Linked DNA regions of Mus musculus: region 2 is linked to region 1. Evidence: chromatin contacts called from public Micro-C data. All regions are on one chromosome and are shown on one strand. Each heading gives the region's core, a stretch centred on a gene start, on an enhancer-like site or on the middle of the called end of the contact. The rest is flanking DNA. Distances are from core to core; before and after follow the strand shown.

What was found. Hi-C and Micro-C count contacts between places; a contact is called where the count stands out from the background.
Region 2: a Micro-C map of the G1E-ER4 cell line shows a contact between it and region 1. The contact joins the promoter of Wnt2 here to the enhancer-like site in region 1. A contact is called at or near these places in 5 of 39 promoter capture datasets (the 3T3-L1 cell line, cranial neural crest, embryonic stem cells and 2 more), 19 of 484 Hi-C or Micro-C datasets (the G1E-ER4 cell line, the HL-1 cell line, the N1E-115 cell line and 8 more), 1 of 115 datasets of contacts at active chromatin or transcription factors (embryonic stem cells) and 4 of 9 other capture datasets (embryonic stem cells, embryonic tail, liver and 1 more).

The regions. Positions count from the first base shown.
Region 1 is chr6:17,937,443-17,943,259 of GRCm38.p6, forward strand. St7 (suppression of tumorigenicity 7) reads left to right here. Exons shown (of 16, transcript NM_001289624.1): 16 at 5,228-5,581. The coding sequence ends at 5,323. Among named protein-coding and RNA genes, the nearest start is that of Wnt2, 90 kb to the right of the region's middle. Within about 2 kb of position 1,304, at least 30 of the 459 cell types and tissues checked have an H3K27ac peak or open chromatin away from gene starts, as enhancers often do. A contact at or near this core is called in the G1E-ER4 cell line, where this site is marked.
Region 2 is chr6:18,028,657-18,034,957 of GRCm38.p6, forward strand. It overlaps Wnt2 (wingless-type MMTV integration site family, member 2), which reads right to left and starts at 1,789. Exons shown (of 5, transcript NM_023653.5): 1 at 1,549-1,789. The coding sequence starts at 1,631.

The sequences.
Region 1 (5,817 bases), core at 54-2,553:
CCTAGATGCCTTGGGTCAGACCTGTGCTGTCCGTTGTCTCCGCTGCAGCTAGCCTCTGAGAGAGAGGAGTTGGCAGAGATTAGGGTATAATGCCATTAAAATGTGTAGTCGGAATGTAGCTCTGGAGCTAGGCGATTACTGTTCCCATGTTTCTGTTTCCCCTTTAAACACTCTTAAAACTCGTACAAAAGCACCTCATTGTCCCAATGTTCAGTATAAGCTGGCAGATAACCCTTGCTGGGGTATGGGATCTCCGAGGTCCTTAGCCTCTAGGGTGCCAATAGTGGAATAGTGTTTGTGGCCATACCATCAAAATTCAGAATCCTGATGTTCACACCAGGAATCCGTATTTTTAGCAGTGACCCCACAACCCATTTGAGGGTGGAAGTTAAAGATTTTACTCCCTTCTAAGGAATTTGGCTTTATAAAAGTAAACCTTTAAGAAGTCATTCATGAGGTTATGCCATAGTCTGTCATAGCTATTCAAGTGACAGCTGTCCAGAATTAGTAGTTTCAGTCTGTCTGTACGTTTGAACACCAATGGAGCTTAAAGATTACTGGTAACGGCCCTCCCTCGGGCCTCTTGCCTACTTGACCCAATGCAGCATAGGCATTCGAGTTTTGAGTTGTTCCCTGGAGATTCAGGTCTACAGTCACAGCTGAGAAGCACAATACTGAGCGGATGGTAGCCAGCAAAGGCATCAGAAGGAGAGCAGAGAGCAAATAGATTCTCTAGACAGGTCATAGAGCAGTTTCTTCAGAAAAGTGGGCGGTTAGCACTGGCTGTTGTCCTCACTATTTCCAGAGCATCAGTCTTACATCTGGAATCAAATGACTGGATGAAATAGATTGGCTTTGCAGTGTTCCTTCTCTTTACCACGGCTTGGTTCTGTGGTCAACTACCGCTATTAACAAGCATGCTTGTAAACCTCTACCCGGAGGATCAAGGCTGCCTCACCCTTTAAGGAGCTCTACCCCTGTCCACTCTGGGGAGGACTAGGAAGAGAGGAAGCTGGGCAGTGGCGTGAAGAAGGCCTGGGATCTCAGGAGGGCCGGTGTGTCTTTGGCAGCAGACTCTTCATCTGCACCTCCTCACTCCATCAGACCTCCAAAAGCCCTGCCCAACACCTGGGGGTTATCACAGTTGCCCCACAGGCTGTCTGCAGCCATTTGCAGCTTGAGAAAGTGATGGTTTTCAGTCCTCTCCTGAGATAATGCCCTGGGTGTGATGACTTTTAGTAGATGCAGAGAGATTGCTCTGCCACCCTCCAGGCTCCACAGCGTGGGAACTCTTGCATGTTTGTTCACTAACACAGCCAGTCCCAGCACCCTTAGACAGTGAGTCACTGGAGAGGCGTGAGTAGAGAGGCTGAGACTGGCTGCCTACAATCTAATCTACCTCGATGACTTAGGACTAACTCTTCCTAGAATGTTTGGTTCTTAAGATAAGGCAGCTCATATAAGTAAGCTATCACACAGGCCCAGCTCTGCTCAGAATGGGGGAAGGTCAGCACTCTGACCCCTTCTGCTCTCGAGGGCCTGTCTTTCCTCCTCGGCTCTTACTCCTTTGAGACTGCACCCCCTAACTTCTGTCTCATCTTCATTTATAGGCCTGGACTCTTTGAAGTCTGATATTGATTACAGTGGGATGTCAATTGTCTGCTTGCGACAGGGCACCTGGAACCTATTCAGATAAGCAAGAGGTTTCCACTGTGAACCCAACGAGCTGCGAGCTGTGACCTTGCTCTCAGTGACAGTGTCTTGGGAAAGAGAGGATGAGGCGATTGAAGTGCCACTCTCTCCTTTTTTATGAGCTCAGTTGCGTTTTCTCACCAGTGGACACTAATTGAGTTATGGGACACTTGGGTTAGAAATCTGACCGTGGCTCTCTGCCCTCTGGACAGAGGTTTTAGACATTGGAATAGATGAGTTGATCCAAGTTGCCTGGTTTTGCTCATTCAGGTTTAACTCTTTAGGTAATAAATTTTCCTTTTAGTCTAGAAATGAAAGTGCTGTTTCTCTTCAAGCATTCTTAGGTTTCTGGTCAAAGGTTCTGATGGTTTTTCATACAGCTAAAGCGCCAGCTGAGTGTCCCGAGGCACCTGAGGAGCAAGGCACGAGCCCACAAACCTCTGTAACTCCCGACAAGAGCCACGGACGGACCTGGGGCTGCCAGTGATTGGAAGGCCTAGGCACTTCACAGGCCTCTTTGCTCTGTAGCTTCTTCTTTATAGGTGTGGACAGGGAGGAGGGTGCGGAGGGCTCTTAAGAAGGAAGGTGGCCTGGGTATGAGAGATGCACATCTCAGCTGGGCTTCTGTAAGGAAATACATGAGGCTATCCTGGGAGATCTCAAAGGGGGCCTTCCTCAGTCACCCATTCGGGATATAAGGAAGAAAGAATAGGTCATTACACACAGGGGGACTGGAGCGGAGTGTCAGCCTTCATATAACTTCAGTGGGAAGAGCAGGTGTAGTATAGCGAGGAAGACCACTGTATCTTGGCATGCAGTGGGGGAAAGGAGGAATTATAGACCTCAGAGTGACGCTTCTGGTCTCAGTCAAGTTAATGCTCCCCAGAAACAGAAAGCACACAACCAAAGCTGGTCTTTACTTTGAAGTTTCGTGATGACATTGTCTTCATGCTGCACTCTGGTTGAGCCCCCTCCTGCTCCCTCTGGTGCCCACACATTAGGGTGTGGGACTGTACAGGGTACATACAACCTTTGAGAGTGTCTCCTCCCATGGCTCTGGCTCAGGGCCTACTGAGTGCTTCCGCTCCCAAATCTGCTCAGTACAGCCACTAGCAATGTCACCTTGCTTATTGACCTGTGCTTTTTCCATCACCTGCTAGAATCTCTGATACATCCCCATGGCTTACCACTTGCATTCTCTTTATGGAATTGAGTACGGTATGCAAACACTGCCACCTTTGTAGCTTTGGTCATCTATCATTGTGTATCTACCTCTCACTGTGTATACCACAGACACTTGTACCCATATAACTTGTAAGCGCAGTTTTATACTAATAGTCAAGTTAGCATGCTTGGTCTATATCATCCTTTTAAGTGTAGGATATTGGCGAAGATTTCAGAGGCAGCCAGGCAGGGATCATGCCTGGGCCCGGTGTTTCTCTCCACAATGCTTTCCAGCCTTCTTCATGATGGAACACAGCCCATTGCTAAACTGGGAAGGATGGATAATCCATCCTGCAGATTCTCAACCTTCCGAATGCTGTGACCCTTTAATACAATTAATTCCTCATTACAGCCCCCCCCACCGTAAAATCATTTCCATTGCTACTTTATAATTTTGCTACTGTTATTGATCATAATGTAAATCTCTGTGTTTTCTGAGAGGTCTTATGCCAGACCCTATGAAAGGGTGATGCCCATAGGTTGAGAAGTGCTATCAGAGGGTAACTCTCCTAAGTCTTTTGGCATAGTCACAAAAGGATATTTTCAGAATATCAGAAACTGTGAACCTAACACCCACTGAGCAGTGTATCCCCACACCTGGGGCTGCCTATTTTTCAACTGCACATCAAGCTGGCACTCAAGGCTGCCAGGCAGTCTGAACTCAGCTTGTATTCCAATGGACCTGAGCTACTCACCATCGGATGGTTTCCTTTTCCATATTCTGACCATTAGTTAGACCTAGAGTGTTCACTTCATGCATATCTACGATGTCGGCACTGACAGCACACCTTCTGACATTTCTTCCATCCAGTGGAGTCTGTTGATTTTCTCAACACTTGTCCCCTCTTCTATAGCCTGACTTCTCTTCCTTTTCTGAACACCCCTGGGCGTCTACCCTAACTGCTACCATGACCTATATGTACAACTTTACTCTGTCCACATCTTAATGTCTGTGCTCCCTCTATCCCTTGCCTTTGAGGCTTCAAGAGAGGAAGTTTTATGTGAGGGTCTCTTTTTCTTATGTAGTACTTAATTGCCAAGCAACAGTATCTAATAGATTTAAAAAATAGAATAAAGAAACTTTACCAAGTTTCTTTCTGATGATGCAGCTACAATGTGTGTTATCGGCCTTCTTGATAGGTATGTTCCATACACATTAAAATCACAGACACATGCATACATGCACACACACACACACACACATATACACACACTCTCACAAACACACACCCCATCCTGAGGTCTTTGAATTTGGGACACTTGACTTTCATCTCTCTTACTTTGAAGATTCAAAACTCATAGAATATGTGACCAGTAAGGGTAATGCTATATGTTTACTGACTGCACTACCTACTAATTTTGTTTGTACTCAGAACCATGTTCCCACTGCATGTTTCTATTTACTCCGAAGTAAAATCTTTTTTGGTATTGGCAGTACTGTGCTCTGGGTAGTGATTAGGGCAAAAGAAGACACACAATAAAGAACCAGGTGTTAGACGTCAGCAAGTCAAGGCCTTGGTTCTCAGCAGACAGAAGACAGCCCTTCTCAATCCTCATCCCTTCCCTGAACAGACATGTCTTCTGCAAGCTTCTCCAAGTCAGTTGTTCACAGGAACATCATCAGAATAAATTTGAAATTATGATTAGTATCTGATAAAGCATAGTGTGTGTCTTAAAAGACACGTTGTTAATCACTGTCTGTGCATGAAAAGCAGAGACGTATTGAGTTCCCAGAGGCCCATTCAGCAGCCCTTCCTGGAGGACAAGGCCTCCCAGGGTGCCAGCCTGCTGCTCTCTCCCCAGCTCTCTGACACATGACACAAAACATGCTGCTTAGGCTGTGCTTGGAAGACACCAGGAAACCAAAGCAGTCTGGCATTACAAACCTGGCTCTTCATATCCCCTTTTCCATTTAAAGTAGGCTGTAGAGCCAGCTAGACAATCAAGTAGCCTAGGTTGTCACCATTGTGTGGCTCCTAGGTCCACTTGATACCGATCCATCATCCTCTTGGAAGATATTCATCTTAATAGGCAGGGGGTAAACTCTGAACACTGCTAGCATCTTAGGAACTGTGGCAGATGTCAGAGGGCTGAGGGAGGCTGTCAGCAGACACTTCCTTCTTATCTGTCGTGCTGGGGGTGGGGCTGGAATGCATCTTCCACTTGCCCCGACATTTCCTGTAAACATGAGGGGTGTACATTCATGAGGCGTTCAGAGTGGAACATCCTAAGATGCAGGCGTGCGCGGGAGAGTTGACCTTTGTCTTGGACAAGCTTTCTCCTGACTGCTGTTTTTCTGATTTCCTTGCAGTTCCTCAGCACTTTGTTTGCCCCCTTGAACTTTGTTATGGAGAAAGTGGAAAGCATCCTCCCCTCCAGTTTGTGGCATCAGCTGACACGGATCTGAGGGAGCCTCCCATCCTTCACTTTCCACACCATCCACCATCTCTTCTGTGCCAACCTCTCATGGACCGCAAGAAAGCATGACTTTGAAAAAGGGAAACCATTCTGAGATTTTAAACTGCTCATGGACTATCAGTTCCTTATTAAAGGCTGGTTTTGTTGTACAAAATTTATTGATGTTCAGTTCTATTTTATTTTGCCTTCAAAACTGACTGATCAAAAAGTAAAAAAAATAAATAAATAAACTTTTGTGTATTGCAAGAACCTGTGTCGTCTTCTATCTTTATTCTAACCCTATACTTTTCAGTGTTCCCAGTAAACTAGTGGGTGTATGCTATTCTTCGAGGATATGGGTTCCTCAAAACCCATACTGATTTTCTTTGCTGGCAGAACTCGTCTCTCTGCAGAGCCCAGAGCCCATGACTTGGTAGCTGGGATACTGTTCAGTGGTAGAGTACTTACTTGCCTTGCATGGGGCCCTGGTTTCTGTGTGCCCAA
Region 2 (6,301 bases), core at 539-3,038, 92 kb after region 1:
ATAATATCTTTTCCATATTAAAAAAAAAATCCTCAAAATGGTTTCCTTTTCTGGCTCTTTTTTTTTTGGCATTTATAGAAACTTTTGGGGAGAAAATATCTTTTCTATTGTTATCACCAGCACTAAATATTTGAAAAAAAATCAGCATTATAGCTCCATAAAGTATTTTTTGAAAAGAAACTTTAACAAAAAAAATCACATTATCATCTCTAGGCAGATGTTCTCCATTCGTGGTGAGAGGTTTAGAAAGGCACCTTTTATACAACCCAAGTTGCCATAGGTATCTTTTGAAAGTGGCCAAATAAGGAATATATCTTTTTTTTGCATTCCCATTATTTTATATAATCATAAAATCATTGCAGCTGTGACTCAAAAAAATATATTTAAGTGACAGCTGAGAGACAGTGTGACAAAATGCCCAGCGGTAAATAATGTTTATACACACATGGAAACAGAAATAATCATTTTATTGAAAAAAATGATCAGTCTGATAAATCAGTCTTTGATCCTGTGTCAGCAAGGTGAAGCCTAAAGGCCTTCATGTTCAAAGATCTTAGAAAGGAGCTGACCCCCCACCCCCTCTTACCATCAGTGCTTCCCTGTTCCTCTCAGGCATTCTGGAATCTAAATAGTCCATTGATTTTGTCCTGTACTGTATTTGGTTAAGATCCTTACCGTTGTCAAACACAAAAGCACGCGCGCGCGAGCGTGTGTGTATGTGTGTGTGTGTGTGTGGCCAATCTTTCTGAATTGTTATCAGAATACTTTAATATCTGATCTGGAACTTTATGTACAAGAAAGTTTCAGAGCTCAGAACTCCATCTCTTTTCCAGGTCAGAAAGTTGAGAGATGGAGGCGATTTCTAGATTGGCAGAGTGTACGCATAGTAAATCACATATCCGCCTATTGAGACAGCAGCAGTTACACTTTAGGGAGACAGTTTTGAGCAGGGTAGCATAATGGGCACCTCAGTCCCAGTAGTTTTGCATCTAGGCAATAGTCTCTACCTGGAGGCTGCTTCACTAGGGTGAAGCACGAGGAATGCGGAAGGCCAGGAAAGAATACAAAATCACAGGCTTAAGGTTCTACAACTCCAACAGCCTGGACTGAGCTCTCTTGAGGCAGTTTTTGAAGTCGTGGGTGTGGGGGGAGGCAGTTGTAGTTTTCAAGGTGAATTCACACACACACACACACACACACACACACACACACACACACACACTGCTAGAAGTTACAGCTCAGGCTAGCACATTTCTCAGTGGAATAAGGTATTGGCTGCTTTTGCTGTCACTCAGCTGGCTCCAAACAAGCGAACATTAAATCCCTCATTTGTGGGGCATGTGAATTGTTTTGGAGTTGTCAAAGCTAAAATGGGTTTTTGAGAAAAGCAAAGGGGTTCAGCTTAGGATGCTGTGCTAAGACATGGTTGTTTCAGAATCCACAACTGCCGGGACTGGGAATCAGCCAGGGAGGGTCTCTACGACCAGTAGGGTCCCCACTCCCATCTCCAAAAATCCATCAGCACCGCGCCCATATGCGGGGACTTACCACCATGAAGAGCTGACCTCAGGGGTGAGCCAGGTCAAGAGCAGAGGGAGCCAGAGCCAGATTCCACCGAGAGGGACGTTCATATTAACCCCCTTGCGTCTACATCAGGTCAGACTCCGTGTGCGGGCGCCATGCGTGCCCGGAGCAGAAGCGCTCAGCTCCGGGAGCGCCTCGTCACGGCTGCCGGCGCCTCTGCGCCCCCGCCCCCCCGCCGCTCGCGTCTGCGGCTAGTGGTGAGACTCACTGATAAAGTTTCAAAAGACGAGCCCAGCGAGCGATAAAGGGCAGCCCGGGGCCGCCTCGCCCACAGCCAATTCCCCAAGCACTGCGAGCGCAGGCAGCCCCGAGCTCTGCTTGCCTCCCGCGCACCCTGTCCTTTCCGTTCCCCTCCAGGCGCAGCTAAAGAAGGGGGCGCCTACGCCGGGCGGGGGCGTAGGGGGCACTGGGTTTTATTGAGGAGTGGAAGAAACGATGGCAAGAGCTATCTCCGGGTGAGGAGGGGCAGAGGAGGTGAACAAACCTCGGAGTGGCCCGGAGCAACATAGAGGCAAAAGCACCTTTTGGGAAGTTCCTAGCCAATGATACACAGTATGTTAGGGCCACCACCAGAACCTAGGCTCCACTTTGTCAAGGCTAAGAGTTTCTGCTAAACTGAGGTTCGAGCAAGATCGTGTGTAAGGGATGGGAGGGGTGAGGAGATAATTGCCCATAGGATAAAAGAAAACAAAAATGATTTCCAACTCATTGCTTTGAGCACTGGGAGATAGATACTCATGGGAATTGGGACCTGCCATGTCTGACCACCCAGTGTCTGACCAGGTTGAGAAGGAAAGCCTAGGCCCCGAAAATGAAGACCTATGGCCCCGATCCTGTGTGCCATACATGAAGGGAGTAGGGGAGAGGGGCTGGGACCCAGGAGATCTCAAGCAACAGTTTCAGTCTAAGCGCCCTTGGGAAGATGTGGCTTTTACGCACACACAGCTCCTCCTTATGCTGTTGAGGGAGTGCAATAGATGACAGAGGGGCTCCTAGGCAGCCAGGTATCTATCTGCTCCCTGGCTTGGACTGCATCTCTCCAGGCAGGGTGTCCAACCTGTGCGTCTGGCTGAAGTACAGTGAAAATACAGTGACGCGGGACCTCGGACCTGGGTCCCTACAGAGTAGAGATGGGGCTTGGGCCCAAGGGTGGAGCATCTTGAACAGCAACTGGCTTGAAGCCTTGTGGTTTATCACCGGAAAGGACAGACCAGGAACTTACAGCGACCTTGAACTGTTCCATTGCTCTTTTCCTGGGGCGGGGGCCCCACCGCCACCACCACTACCCAGGAGCGTGCCCGGGGGAATGGGGAGTATGAAGGGGTTGTATGGTCATTGTATATCGAGCAGGCACGCGGATAGGAAGGATAACGGTACTCCCCACCCCATCCGCATCTTCCACCTCTTGGGCCAGGATTCGCCAGAACGTCAGCTATGGCCCAGCACCGAGCAAGCAAGCGGTGAGAGGCTGGACGAGGCACAGCCCACAGATGCCAAAAACCTGAAAGATGCTGTCATCGCCACCCCCTTCCCCCTCTCTGTCCATGGCAGGTCCGGCCCCTCCCAGGCTGACCCAGATACATCCCCTTTTGGGTCCGGAAAGGGAGGAGAGGGAAACAAGCACCGCGCCACCCACGACTCGGGAAGAGCAGGGCTCCGCGCCAGAGCTGCTCCATATCACTGGGCTGCGACCCAGGGGAAGTTCTGCTTCGTCTTCGCTGGGCGAGGGAGGGGGTGAGCTAGGCTCTGAGAAGGAGCGCGCGCTGACTGGGGAGGGCCGGGATCGCTCCCAACAGCATTACCTCCTGCACCTCAATTTATGGTCACCAGCTTCTTCCCGAAGGAAGCAGAGGAAAGAGCTAAAATTTATCTTCACCCGCTGCCGCCATTCTAAGTTTGTTGAAGTCCTGAAGTTTCACTTCTAGCAGTAACTGAAACCAGGCACTAGATGCGATTTTAGGGGAAGGTAGACAGGTTACAGGCTTCAACCGTGGACAATGAAAACTTTGAAACTCCAGCTCACAAGTCCCACCCGTTCCAGCACGTCCTGTCCTCACAGCTCAAGGGCTGTTAGAAACACATAGAGTGTGACCATAGTTTAGGATCCCTTCCTCTCCGCCCAGGGAATTATATGGCCAGGAGACCTGCCCTTCCGTGGATGGTGAGGCCAATGGAATGACCTAAACCTGAAACAGGCCTCCTAGAAAAGGGATGGACCATTCTTAGAGCCAATTAAATCCTCCCCAAAGAGCTTCACGAGGAAGCGCCACATGCCTTGCTGAGTACAGATCAGTTTTGGTCAAAGGCAAAAGGCTAAAAAAGTTCAAGAAAGGCTAAACCCAGATGTGCAAAAAGGCCCACCCAAACACCCCTTCTGACCTGTCTGGAGGCAGTCTGAACCAGATGACTGGTCTCTTCCAGATCTGTGATTCCACTTCTCTCCCTACTCCACCCCTAGCCACTGATGACCCATTACATAGTCCCATACAGCATCTCTTCCCACTGAGAGGCTCCCGCCTCGGGTCTCTTAAGCATCTAGTCGCTTAAATGCCCTTGGACAGGTAGTTGGAAAATGTTCACGGCAAGCAGGAGGAAAGGCGAGCCTTTCTTTTGTCATCAGCTATGACCATAGCAAAGACGAGTTGACAAATAAATGGCAGGGTACTTTTCATACGTCACTCCGCTTACAGCAGAGGGTGAGGGAAGAAAAGGCAGATTCAGAGTGCTTTATGTCTATCAATTCAATGTTTGAGTTTCGTATTTCTTTAATAAGAAATTTCAGAATTGACCATAAAATTTACTACAATATACAGAATCCACCCCCCCCCCCACTTAAAAAATGATTAATGTTAGTTTGCTTATAACTTCAGTATGGCATCTTAGCCAAATGAGTCAGTCTATTTTCTTAGTTAGATCCATTGTTTGTCTAATCTCCCAGGGCAGAGAAGAGAACTAATTTACTACCAGACTATCTCCACCCTTTAAAAATGAAGTTACTTCTTCAACTACATGGTCATTTGTCTTTCAGTCTGAGTTAGTTTCTTCTTGAGGCAGTGACCCAAATATAACTATTTTCTAAAAAGATTTATTTTTATTATTTTAAATTATGTGTGTGCACATGTGTGCCCACGCGTGCCTGCATGTAGGTATGTGCACATGACTGTAGGGACCCTCAGAGACCAGAGCTTTCAGATCCCCTGGAGCTGGAGTTACAGTTGTGGGCCACCCGACATTTGTGCTGGGAACAGAACACTAGTCTTTTGGAAGAGCATCACGTACTTGTAACCACTGAACTACATCTCTAGCCCCCTAGAACCATCTCATAACCAAAGGAAAAGCCATTTAAATCTCAGTAAATTTTGGTGAGTTGATGCCAAAAGACCTATGCTTCTAAGCCCAAGAGAGATTTTATACAGAACAAAAGTTTAGAGTTGCGCAAAGCTATGAGGTACCTATCTCTCCAGGCACTGGATAGTCATCAACACACATGGACCTTTCAGAGAAAGAAAATATGTAATATGATCCCTGAAACCATGTCATGAATGTACCACTTTTTTTTGTTGTTGTTGTTGAAGACCAGCCCCAACTCTAGGGTGGTAGCATTGCAAAATAAAATTCAAGAAATCCAGGATCTCTTAAAAAAAAATCTTGAAACTGACCATAAACTTTACTACAGTATACAGAACTTAAAAACAAAACGATTAATGTTAGTTTGCTTATAAGTTCAGTATGGCACTTTAGGGAAATGAGTCAGTCTATTTTCTCCATTAAAGAAGAGAAGAGTTTGAGCCACAGTCCAAACTGGCAAGGTGAAATTTCTGACTTGAGCTGGGGATGGTAGAGCATCAAGTACTTGTAACCACTGCACTATATCTCTAGCCCCTCTACAACCATCTCTTAAACAGAAGACAAATAGACAATAGAAGGTCCCATCAGAGTATGGAATGAGGAACCAGGCAAACCTTATAAATCACAAGACAGAGGAGACAGAAGCACTGGAAGATAGATCGATGATAAAAAAAATTCTTATAACTGGTAATGACAAATATTTCATTATTCCTCATCATTATTCATTATGATAAAGAGAAATAAAAATGATAGTGTGGGGGCTTCAGAGATGGCTCAGTGGTTAAGAGCACTGACTGCTCTTCCAGAGGTCCTGAGTTCAATTCCCAGCAACCACACGGTGACTGGCAACCATTTGTAATGGGATCTGACACCCTCTTCCGGTGTGTCTGAAGACAGGTACAGTGTACTCATATGAATAAATCAATCTTTTTTTTTTTTAAAAGACAGTGTGAATGACTTCAGATTTCTTATGGATTACAAAAGATGAGGAGATAGGAAGAACATTATAAAACATAATGAGAACTGTCAGCCTAAAATTCTGTAATTGGTGAGAATATTCTTTACAAGTAAAAGTCAAATACATATGTACCCAGATAAAGGAAAACAGAGAGGATCCACCGTTAGGAGTTTATGAGAGAACAATTGCTAAATGTGCTTCTTCAGGCAGAAGAGAAATACTGAGAAAAGGCCCTGAAGTGAGCCCAGGAGGTGGCTCAGTTGGTAGAGTGCTTGCTGTACAAACATGATAGGTTCGTCTTTAGATTCTCAACACCCATCTAAAATCAGGAAAAGTAGCCATAGATGTAATTATGGTAGTGGCAAGATCCCTGGATCTCTTTGGCCCACCAGTCTAGCAAAATTGGCGAGT